Regions from separate parts of the Mus musculus genome. Here all the other regions are linked to region 1. The links are chromatin contacts, called in public HiChIP or PLAC-seq and promoter capture Hi-C maps. All regions are on one chromosome and are shown on one strand. Each heading gives the region's core, a stretch centred on a gene start, on an enhancer-like site or on the middle of the called end of the contact. The rest is flanking DNA. Distances are from core to core; before and after follow the strand shown.

What was found. HiChIP or PLAC-seq counts read pairs in DNA pulled down with a chosen protein or histone mark. Capture Hi-C pulls out chosen DNA fragments and counts their contacts.
Region 2: a contact with region 1 is called in a promoter capture Hi-C map of adipose tissue. The contact joins two enhancer-like sites. A contact is called at or near these places in 1 of 15 datasets of contacts at CTCF or cohesin (the NIH/3T3 cell line), 2 of 115 datasets of contacts at active chromatin or transcription factors (double positive thymocytes and embryonic stem cells) and 3 of 9 other capture datasets (adipose tissue, liver and pancreatic islet).
Region 3: an HNF4G HiChIP or PLAC-seq map of pancreatic cancer cells shows a contact between it and region 1. The contact joins two enhancer-like sites. A contact is called at or near these places in 4 of 115 datasets of contacts at active chromatin or transcription factors (embryonic stem cells, epiblast stem cells, microglia and 1 more) and 3 of 9 other capture datasets (adipose tissue, liver and pancreatic islet).

What each region holds. Positions count from the first base shown.
Region 1 is chr17:28,339,692-28,342,616 of GRCm38.p6, forward strand. Tead3 (TEA domain family member 3) reads right to left here. Exons shown (of 13, transcript NM_011566.4): 2 at 1,658-1,909; 3 at 463-527. The coding sequence starts at 1,859. Among named protein-coding and RNA genes, the nearest start is that of Tead3, 9.7 kb to the right of the region's middle. Within about 2 kb of position 1,475, at least 213 of the 459 cell types and tissues checked have an H3K27ac peak or open chromatin away from gene starts, as enhancers often do. A contact at or near this core is called in adipose tissue and pancreatic cancer cells, where this site is marked.
Region 2 is chr17:28,440,900-28,443,824 of GRCm38.p6, forward strand. It overlaps Fkbp5 (FK506 binding protein 5), which reads right to left. Exons shown (of 11, transcript NM_010220.4): 2 at 29-154. The coding sequence starts at 133. Among named protein-coding and RNA genes, the nearest start is that of Gm22146, 4.1 kb to the right of the region's middle. Within about 2 kb of position 1,497, at least 31 of the 459 cell types and tissues checked have an H3K27ac peak or open chromatin away from gene starts, as enhancers often do. A contact at or near this core is called in adipose tissue, where this site is marked.
Region 3 is chr17:28,250,128-28,253,052 of GRCm38.p6, forward strand. All of the region lies in intron 2 of Ppard (peroxisome proliferator activator receptor delta), which reads left to right. Among named protein-coding and RNA genes, the nearest start is that of Ppard, 19 kb to the left of the region's middle. Within about 2 kb of position 1,539, at least 35 of the 459 cell types and tissues checked have an H3K27ac peak or open chromatin away from gene starts, as enhancers often do. A contact at or near this core is called in adipose tissue and pancreatic cancer cells, where this site is marked.

The DNA of each region.
Region 1 (2,925 bases), core at 225-2,724:
AACAGACCCTTTCCTTCCCAAGGTGCTGTTGGTCACAGGTCTTGATCATAGCAACAGAAAGCCTACATCACATGGGAAGGCTATAAGGAAGGGGCTCTGAGCGGCCCTATGGTCACAGGCAGGTGGAATGGTGTGAACTCCATCACTTGGCAGTTTTCTGGTGTGTGTTGACGCAAGTGGGGTACTGTGGGGGTTGCTACTCTGCCTGATCTACTGAACTCCCCACTTGGCATGGTCCCTCCCTGGTTAACTCCCACACCTTCCAAAGGAGGTTCTGACATCCTTCCTCCAGGCCAACCTCCAGCAGGACTGTGGCTGTTTTACTACCCAGCCCAACTAGCCAAATACCCATCTTTCTGACTGATGAACAGGCCCTGTGAGCTAAACTGTGCTTCCTACATCCAAGGTATCCATCAAGGTATCCACTGGTGGTGTGACAGGGGACCAGAGCCATCTCTCTACCTGTTTTCTTGTCCTGGTTTTTCCAGTCCTCAGCTTGATGTAGCGGGCAATCAGCTCATTTCGACCTAGTCAGGGAGACAGAGCCGGTGAGGACTGAGGGAGAGGGTAGAACCCGGGGGTGGGGGGGCGGGTGCCTGGGCACACCTACTCAGGGCTCCTCATCACTGCCTCCAGGACTTGGTGGAAGGCATAGCCTACAGAAAAAGCCTTGACAGGCTTCCTGGGCAGCAAGGCTCAGAGGCTGAGGGTTTGGATAGGTCTCAGCCCACATCCTCTATCTGTAAGCTGTTCTGTCTAGCTTCATCCTGATCATGGGGGACCCGGAATAAGTTCTCTGCCCCTTCTCTGGTGAAGGAAGACAGGAGACCTCTGATATGTCTCTTATACTGACAGCTTGTGTTAAGGTCTATCCCTGGGTCCTTGTGCCAGTGACCCCTATGGCATTGCCCAATCCTCTCTGGGTCTGGGGGTAGGGACTCTGCACAACACCAGAGACCATCTTGGGGAGTAGGCTATACAATGTGGGGGCCGCCTAGACATACCACAGGGTGTATGTCAGCATCCAGGGTGTGTGCTCAGCCCCCCAACCTCTTGGCCTCCCCAGAACTGCCACATTCCCCAAATTCCTCTGCGATGACAGAACAGGCCCCACCGCTCCTCCCCGCCCGCCAACCCCTTGTCTAAAAATACCCCGTGGGGCTGCCCTCCTATTGGTGAGGGTACAGTGTGGGCAGGCGGCCCCACCCAGTGGAGCACCCCAGAACATCTTCCTGTCCCAAGAGTGGAGTTTTTATCAAGCATCAAGGATTGGCCTGTTCAGATAGTGGGACCCCAATCTCCCTATGATATCCCCCAGTCCTGGGCCCTGGGAGTTAGAGTCTGGGGCTGCCTCACTAGGCCACAGACTACTGACAGAGGCTCACTGGACTGACCCAGTTTTCCTGGCCCCCTGAGTCACCCCGAAACCTCCAGCCGGCAGGGCTAGGGAGAGGCGGGGCGCGTGTGGGCTGTGGCAGGCCTGTTTGCGAGGTGCAGTTGGAGGAGGCCCCAGACACACGCAGCCCAAGCCTGCCGGCCCGGACTCGCCCGCTGGGCAAGCCGCCAGGGCTCCCCCAACCAACCGGTCTGGCAAGGGACAGAGAGCAGGGGGTGGAGCCAGCGGGCGGGCCACGCCCACCTAGGCAGCCGCACTCACCGTACATCTTGCCCTCATCTGACAGGATGATCTTGCGCCGTCCGCAAGGCGGGTAGATGGCCAGGGCCTCCTGAAAGCTCTGCTCGATGTCCGGGCTCCACACTCCCTCCGCATCGTTGTCCAGACCCTTGTCCAGGCCTTCGGACCCATCTTCCCGGGCCTCCCCGGGGCTGCTGTTGGCGGTCCAGCTGTTGGACGCTATTGTGCTGGTTGCTTTGGGCTCTGGGCCTGAGCCCCCTGGATGGCCTGAGCCTAGACAAGCAGATGCCAAGGGTTAGGGCAGGCTTTTCCCACCCACCCCAGCGGCCACATTCAGTGCTCCCTACACCACAGGTAGGTGCTCCAGGCTGGATGCTGTGACCTTGCAGGAGTTAGTTTGCCTCTCTGAGCACGGGGTCCTATAAACAGTCTGTGGAAGGAACAGGTTAAGAGTGGAGGGTCTCAGTCCCATTCCCAGTACTCATGTGCAGCTAACGCCTGCCTGTCCTTCCAGCCCCAGGGAAACCACATGCCACGCATACACAAAGTTAAAAACGCAAATCTATTTTAAAACCAAAAAGGGTCTCCTTGAGTTATGAGGATTAAAAGGCTAGGCTGGAAACCCTGAAACAGTAATATTAGCTGGGTGTGGGCATGCACCCTGGAATCCCAGCACTTGGAAGGCTGAGGCAGGGGGATCAATACCTCGGCCTCCTCCACTACACAGCTCATCTGGGGCCAGCCTGGGCTACACAATACCTATGTCCTTCTTGTCCCTCTCCCACCCAAGGGCCATACTGTGGCAGACAAGAACAACTCCTGGAAGCTGTCCTCTGACCTCCACACACAGGCACAGACAGCACACAGGGATAAATAATTGTAATAAAATGGTAAATGGCTGGGGAGATGGCTCAGTGGTTAAGGGTCTTGGCGGTTCTTCCAAAAGATCCAGGTTCTATTCCCAGCACCCACGTGGCAGCTCACAACTTTAACAGCAGTTCCAGGGCATCTGACACCCTCTCACGGGCACACATGCAGGCAAAACACCCACTTCTCATTAAATAAAAATAAATTAAAAAGGGTAAAAGGAAAAAGATCCCCTTGATCTCACCAACCATAACAGTACATATCAGCAGGTGCTGCACAACTGGGAGCCCTGGGCAGGAGGATTGCTAGTTTGGAGCCAGGCATGGTGTTTGCCTGTAATCCAGATTTGGGTGGCTGACTGACTGCAAAGTTCAAAGTTCAATCTGGAATGCCCAGGGAGACCCTGACTCAAAACACAAATA
Region 2 (2,925 bases), core at 247-2,746, 100 kb after region 1:
TCCCTGCTTCACACTTCTGTGGCCTTACCTTTAATACTCCTCTGTCTTTCTTCGTAGTGATATCTTCACCCTGCTCAGTCATGGTGGCTGCTGGGTTCTCTCCATTGTTACTGGTGCCCTCATCAGTAGTCATTGTCCTTTGTAAGTAGAAGACCTGCCAAGAGAAATGCATTTCCTTCAATCAAAGTATCACTTCTTAACACACCTGAAAAGTCCCTGAGAACTAAGCTTACATAAGACTAATAGAGTTAAAACACAGAAACAATAACAAAAGCATTTGCTGTGGGCATGCATTGATGCCATCAGACAAGGAAATAAAACATCACCCACTTCTTCAATTTCCCGTCTAGCCACGGTCCTAGATGAGAGCAGTATAAGTCAGGCCTGCCGGTAATTATATTCCTTAACAGGACAACACAGGGAGAAGCTGCCCTCTCAGAACCATAAAACAAGTCTTCTCCTACAGCCATATTGTTGAGAGAGAACAGAGGCCTCTGGTGTTCTGCCACTCTCCTTCACACACACTGGTCAAACCAACCAGCTCCCTTTCCATAACCAGCCACACCCATTTGATTACTCTCTCTTCTTTCTCTCATGAGCCAGATCCACAATGCCCATGCAAGTCGTTTTGCCATTTTACCCTTCCTTAGCTCTTCTCAGCTGGATGTGGATATTTATGAAGCACTCCTGGTAGATAAAGGGTCTTGTAGAACACGGGATGTGTGCTTTGCATATTACAGTCTTCAGCAGGGAACTCTGGAGGGCTGCCTTTCGCTCCTACTTCAGGCACTCTAAACTGTTACTCAGAGCAGTGTACTCAGAATACAAACTCTGCTTCACAGAGACCCACTGTCCTGAACTCAAATGTATCGACTGGCCTGGCCTTGAACTAACAGAGATCCACCTGTCTGCCTCCTGAGGGCTGTTACCTTTTCTCCTGCAAAGCCAATCTGCATATCAGTGATCAATAGGCTAAACGAAACACACTTGTCTACTGCCGGGATTATCTTCTACTGCTCCTTGACTGAGCAGGGAAATGAAGAATTAATAACAATGCCAATTATTTTCTGAATCAGGTTCTTATGTAGCCCAGGCTGGCTTCAAACTGGACATTTCTCTCTCCTCAGCGTTCCGAGTACTGAAAGTTAAGGACATTACCAAAACCGGCTCACTGTGGGCCACTTCTAAAGCTATTCCACACTAGGGTAAGGACAGACTCCAGGCTCAGTCAAGTCACCTGGTGGGCCCTCTGCTTACAGTCAAACCAAACACAAAACAGCTCCCAGTATTGTAAAGAACCCGCTTTACTAATAGAACTGAGAATTGGGCAACTAAAATATGAGTGTTTTAACTCATTTCCAAACAAGCTAAGTTTTCTTCAGGTTGAGCTGTTTGTTGTGCTGAAAGATTTTCGAAGAGAGCAGCACAATCCCAGGGCCCAGCCCCTGTGTGGATTTCCTAGCACAGTTTATACCAGAATAAAAGGTCCACATGTTTGGCTCAGGGTAGGGGAAAGCCTAGAACAAGCTGTTCTCAAACAAACAACCAAAGTTAAGTACCTAGCTCAGCACAATGCTGGACTAGATAATCAGGGAAACTAGACCGGGGGGCCGACCCCCAGCTTCTAGGACTTGGTGACACATATCTGGTGCGTGAGCTTATAGGAAGCGCCTAAACAGCAGGGAATGGTCTTTAACTATCTGGAGGGAGCTGCTCATCGACTTATCCTTGGGAAAGGTTCGGTAGGTTTTCAGAGACACGTGGGCCTCTAGCAACACAACAGGACAGAAGCACTGAGCACATTAAAGGCACTAGGTGAAAAGTTCTTGAGAAATATTCACCAGCCTCACCCACAGGTTACCCACCAGAAAAGGTGAGAGGGCCTTTCCAACAAAGCAATATAAACCTTTAGCAGGTGATGTGCACCATAACTAAAGAGGAAGTGGTGAGCCCACACCCGGGGAGACCAGCTGAGCAGCAGCAATGCTTTCTGAATACACACTGGCCCCAAACCCAAACAAGAATAAATTCACAAGGAATCCACGGTGTGCTGGCAGTGCTGGCCATGCCACAGTGTGGGACTCGGCTGAGCGCACACGTGCAATTCACCATGCATGCCACTGCATCATGCAATGCTAAACGGTGCTGCTCACAGCCCCTCAGCTCACACCAAAGGCTATTGTGAGCTACGCAGTGTTTCTGCTGCACGCACGCACAACGGTTTCTGCTCTTATAGAAACACCATGGTTTAGGGACATACAACAAGGACCTAATATTTCCTACTGCCACCTCTCGGCAGGTAATATCAAAACACAGTCTATCTTTGGACTCAACTGTACTAGACAAACAAGCATATCCATCTTTTGGTGTGCATATTTGCTTATCTCGAATAAATAGTAAAAATATCTGCACAGCAAAGATTGTTTTAAAATAAACTATGACTTATTATCAATAAATGTTCTCCTTGTATGTCTATTTTATATGCCCACATGTCTGGGATTGCTTAGGAATATCTTGGGCAAAAAGGAGACAGGAGTAGGAACATTTAAGAAGCTGGATCTAGGGCTGGGTGTGTTGGCGCATGCCTTAAATCCCAGCACTTGGGAGGCAGAGGCAGGCGGATTTCTTAGTTTGAGGCCAGCCTAGTCACAGGAATACCCTGTCTCAAAAACTCCAAGGTGGAAGGGGCTGATCTAAGAACTATCCTTGTAACAGGCACTGTGCGCCATAACCAAACCTGTGACAGCAGCAATTAGACAAACTGCCTCATGGCGATGTAAGGGGAGGCGGACTTTATCTATGTGCTATTTCTTCCAAAAATACTTAATGGGAAAGCTGGAGAGATGACTCCATGGTTAAGAGCATGCAGAGAACTGATGTTTGATACCCAGCACCCACATGGAGGCTCACGACTGTCCGTTACAC
Region 3 (2,925 bases), core at 289-2,788, 90 kb before region 1:
CATCTCTTTCGGAGTGGCTTGTTCCACTTAGCACAACACTTTCAGGGTCCATCTGTGCCGTGTGTGGCGTGTGTCGGCATTTCCTACAGATTTATGTCTGTTGTAGGTATGTGGATGTGCCTACATGTATGCACGTGCACCACATGTGTTCCTGGTGCCCATGGACTGGACCCCCGGGACTGAAGTCATGGCTATAAGGCACCATGTTGATGCTGGAAACTAAACCTGGGTCCTCTGCAAGAGAAACAAGTGCCCTTCTCCGCTGAGCCATCTCTCCAACCCTAAACTTCCTTTTAAAAAACTTTTCTTATTTATTTATATTGGGGACAAGGTCTCGCTCTGTAGCCCTTCCTGATCAGAACTTACTGTGTAGCCCAGGCTAGCCTCAGACTCATAGTGATCCCTGCCTCTGCCTCCCTAGTGTTGGGTTAAAGCGCATGCCCCTGTGAAGCCCTCCTCTGACCTCGGTGCTTTTGGGGTGGCTGACTGCTTCCATGCTCCCTGCCCTGGTGGCTGCTGTGCTCCCTGGACCACCTGCATTTCACTGAGAATGTCTCAGCTCTCCTTGCTGACCAGACAGCATCTCTTCATTGCTTCTCCGCAATGCCCTCATCCTCTGTGGGTACGCTGTCCCTGCTTTATCTGTGGATGTCAGAGGATCTCTACTTAAAAATTATTTTATGTGCATGAATGTTTTGCTTGCATGTATGTCTGTCTGTACAGCTCCTGCATGCCTGGTATCCACGGAGGGCTGAAGCAGGAGGATCCCCTGAAAGTGGAGTTACAGACATTTGCAAACCACCGTGTGCCTGCTGGGAACCAAACCCCGGTCGGTCGTCTGAAGGGCAGCTCATGTTCTTCACCATAAAGCCATCTCTCTAACCCTGATGTCTACTCCTTAGAATTTTTTTTTTTTTTTCGAGACAGGGTTTCTCTATAGCCCTGGCTGTCCTGGAACTCACTCTGTAGACCAGGCTGGCCTCGAACTCAGAAATCCACCTTCCTCTGCCTCCCGAGTGCTGAGATTAAAGGCGTGCGCCACCACGCCCGGCATTACTCCTTAGAATTTTAAATTGTATTTATTTATTTGTATGTATTTGTGCACACTCATAAACATTCCACAGCACCTTATGTGGTGGTCAAAGGACAACTGTGGGAGTCAGTTTTCTCCTTCTATGTGGGTGGTCCCAGGGATGAAATTCACATTCAGTTTGTCACACTTGGTCACGGGCCTCTTTACCCATTGAGCCATCTCAAACCTGCCCCCTTCACCCTTTATTTTTGAGGCAGGTTTCATGTATTCCAGGCTGGCCCCAAACTCAATATAGCTGAGGATGGCAATGAACCCCTCATTTTCCTGCCTCTGCTGTCTGAGAAGAGACCCGCACCACCATCAAGTGCTGGGATCCAGCCCCGGGCCTCGTACGTTCCAAGGCAGGCGCTGTACCCACTGGGCCACCTCCCAGCCTGGCCACCAGCCGTTAGGTTGCTGACAGTGCTGGTGTCTGCCTGGTTTTGAAGGCCATGTCTGCAAGCACCATGGAAAGATGGGGAAGTTGTGGGTGAGGAGGTCCTGGTCCTTCTCTGGATGCTGGAGGGAGGTGGGGGAGGCTGGCTTTTAAAGGTCCCTCCAACAAAGACAGCACTAGTGGGGAAGAGGCTGTCTGTTGAGACGCTGGTGTGGCCGACCTGTGTGGTGAGTCACTGGGAACAGGGGCTGTTTGTTCGAAGGTCCCTCCCCAGTTGCAGGAAGTGTTAATAGTTCCTGTACTTCAGAGAATGAAGCTTCCTCAGCTCCAAAACCAGCCTGTTGAGTCTCAGATGCTGCCCGTCCAAGTTAGCATTCCCTGCGTAAGGATAAGAAAGCCAAGACTCTGACTTGTCAAGGCGAAGCTGGCCTCATACAGCTCTGGCTGAGCACTGCCTGCTGCCATTATCCTGTCTCCTGACTCTGAGGTGTGCCCGGGCCTGGCTACTGGTTCTGAACCCTGAACGTGCCCAGCTGACAAGTTGTCCCTCTGCATGACTTCTGCTCTTTCAGGTGGCCCCCCTGACAGCCGGGCGCCATGTGGGAGTCCAAGGCTCAGCCATCTAGAGACAGGCTCTACCTCTCGATGAGAAGAGTGGCATAGGGTATATGGCCATCCATGATCGAGCGATGGAGAGCTGGGGTTGGACCCAGAGCCTACTATCACCACACTGTTACCATATGGAGTCCCTCTCTGATGTCTGCCTCCTATGTTGCCAGTGTCCCCTCTCACCCTCTAAAGTGGGAACTGTGCCAGTTCCCAATCCATGTTGGCAGCCAAGATCCTTCCAAAATAGGTTGTGCCCCCGGGATCTGCTCGTTGCCCTCAGGCATCAGGCCTGGAACTTCCCTGCGGAGTTCCCCTTCTGCAGTGCTGGGGGTGGGAGCCTCACACTACACTGCTGTGCACTGCAGGCAGATGTGCAGGCTGACAACCCTACAGCTGTGCCAGGTGGTGCCCGACAGGTGAGTCCCACACAGGGCATGGTGGGCGGACTTTCCAGGAATTTTGGCCCACAGAACTAGAAGCCCCCTTGCTGATTAGTGTGTAGACTGATTAGTGTGTAGACTGCCTTGCTGTTAGCGGCTCCTCCCACAGCCACAGGCATCTCAGAAAGAGACCTGACTCCCTCCTAAAGCAACCTCATTCCCTCGGTGGGAAACACTAAGAAATGTAAAGGAAAAAAAAAAATCAAATTACCTAGAACCTGCTCAGAAATCACCACGGCTTAATGTGTCAGTGGATATTCTTTGGGATGTCTCATTGATATCGTCCTGCTTTCTCTGTCTCTCTCTGCACCCCCCCCCCCAGCCCCCACAGGAACAACACACCTATACTTTTTTGTTTGTTTGTTTGGTTTTTTTTGTTTGTTTGTTTGTTTGTTTTTCGAGACAGG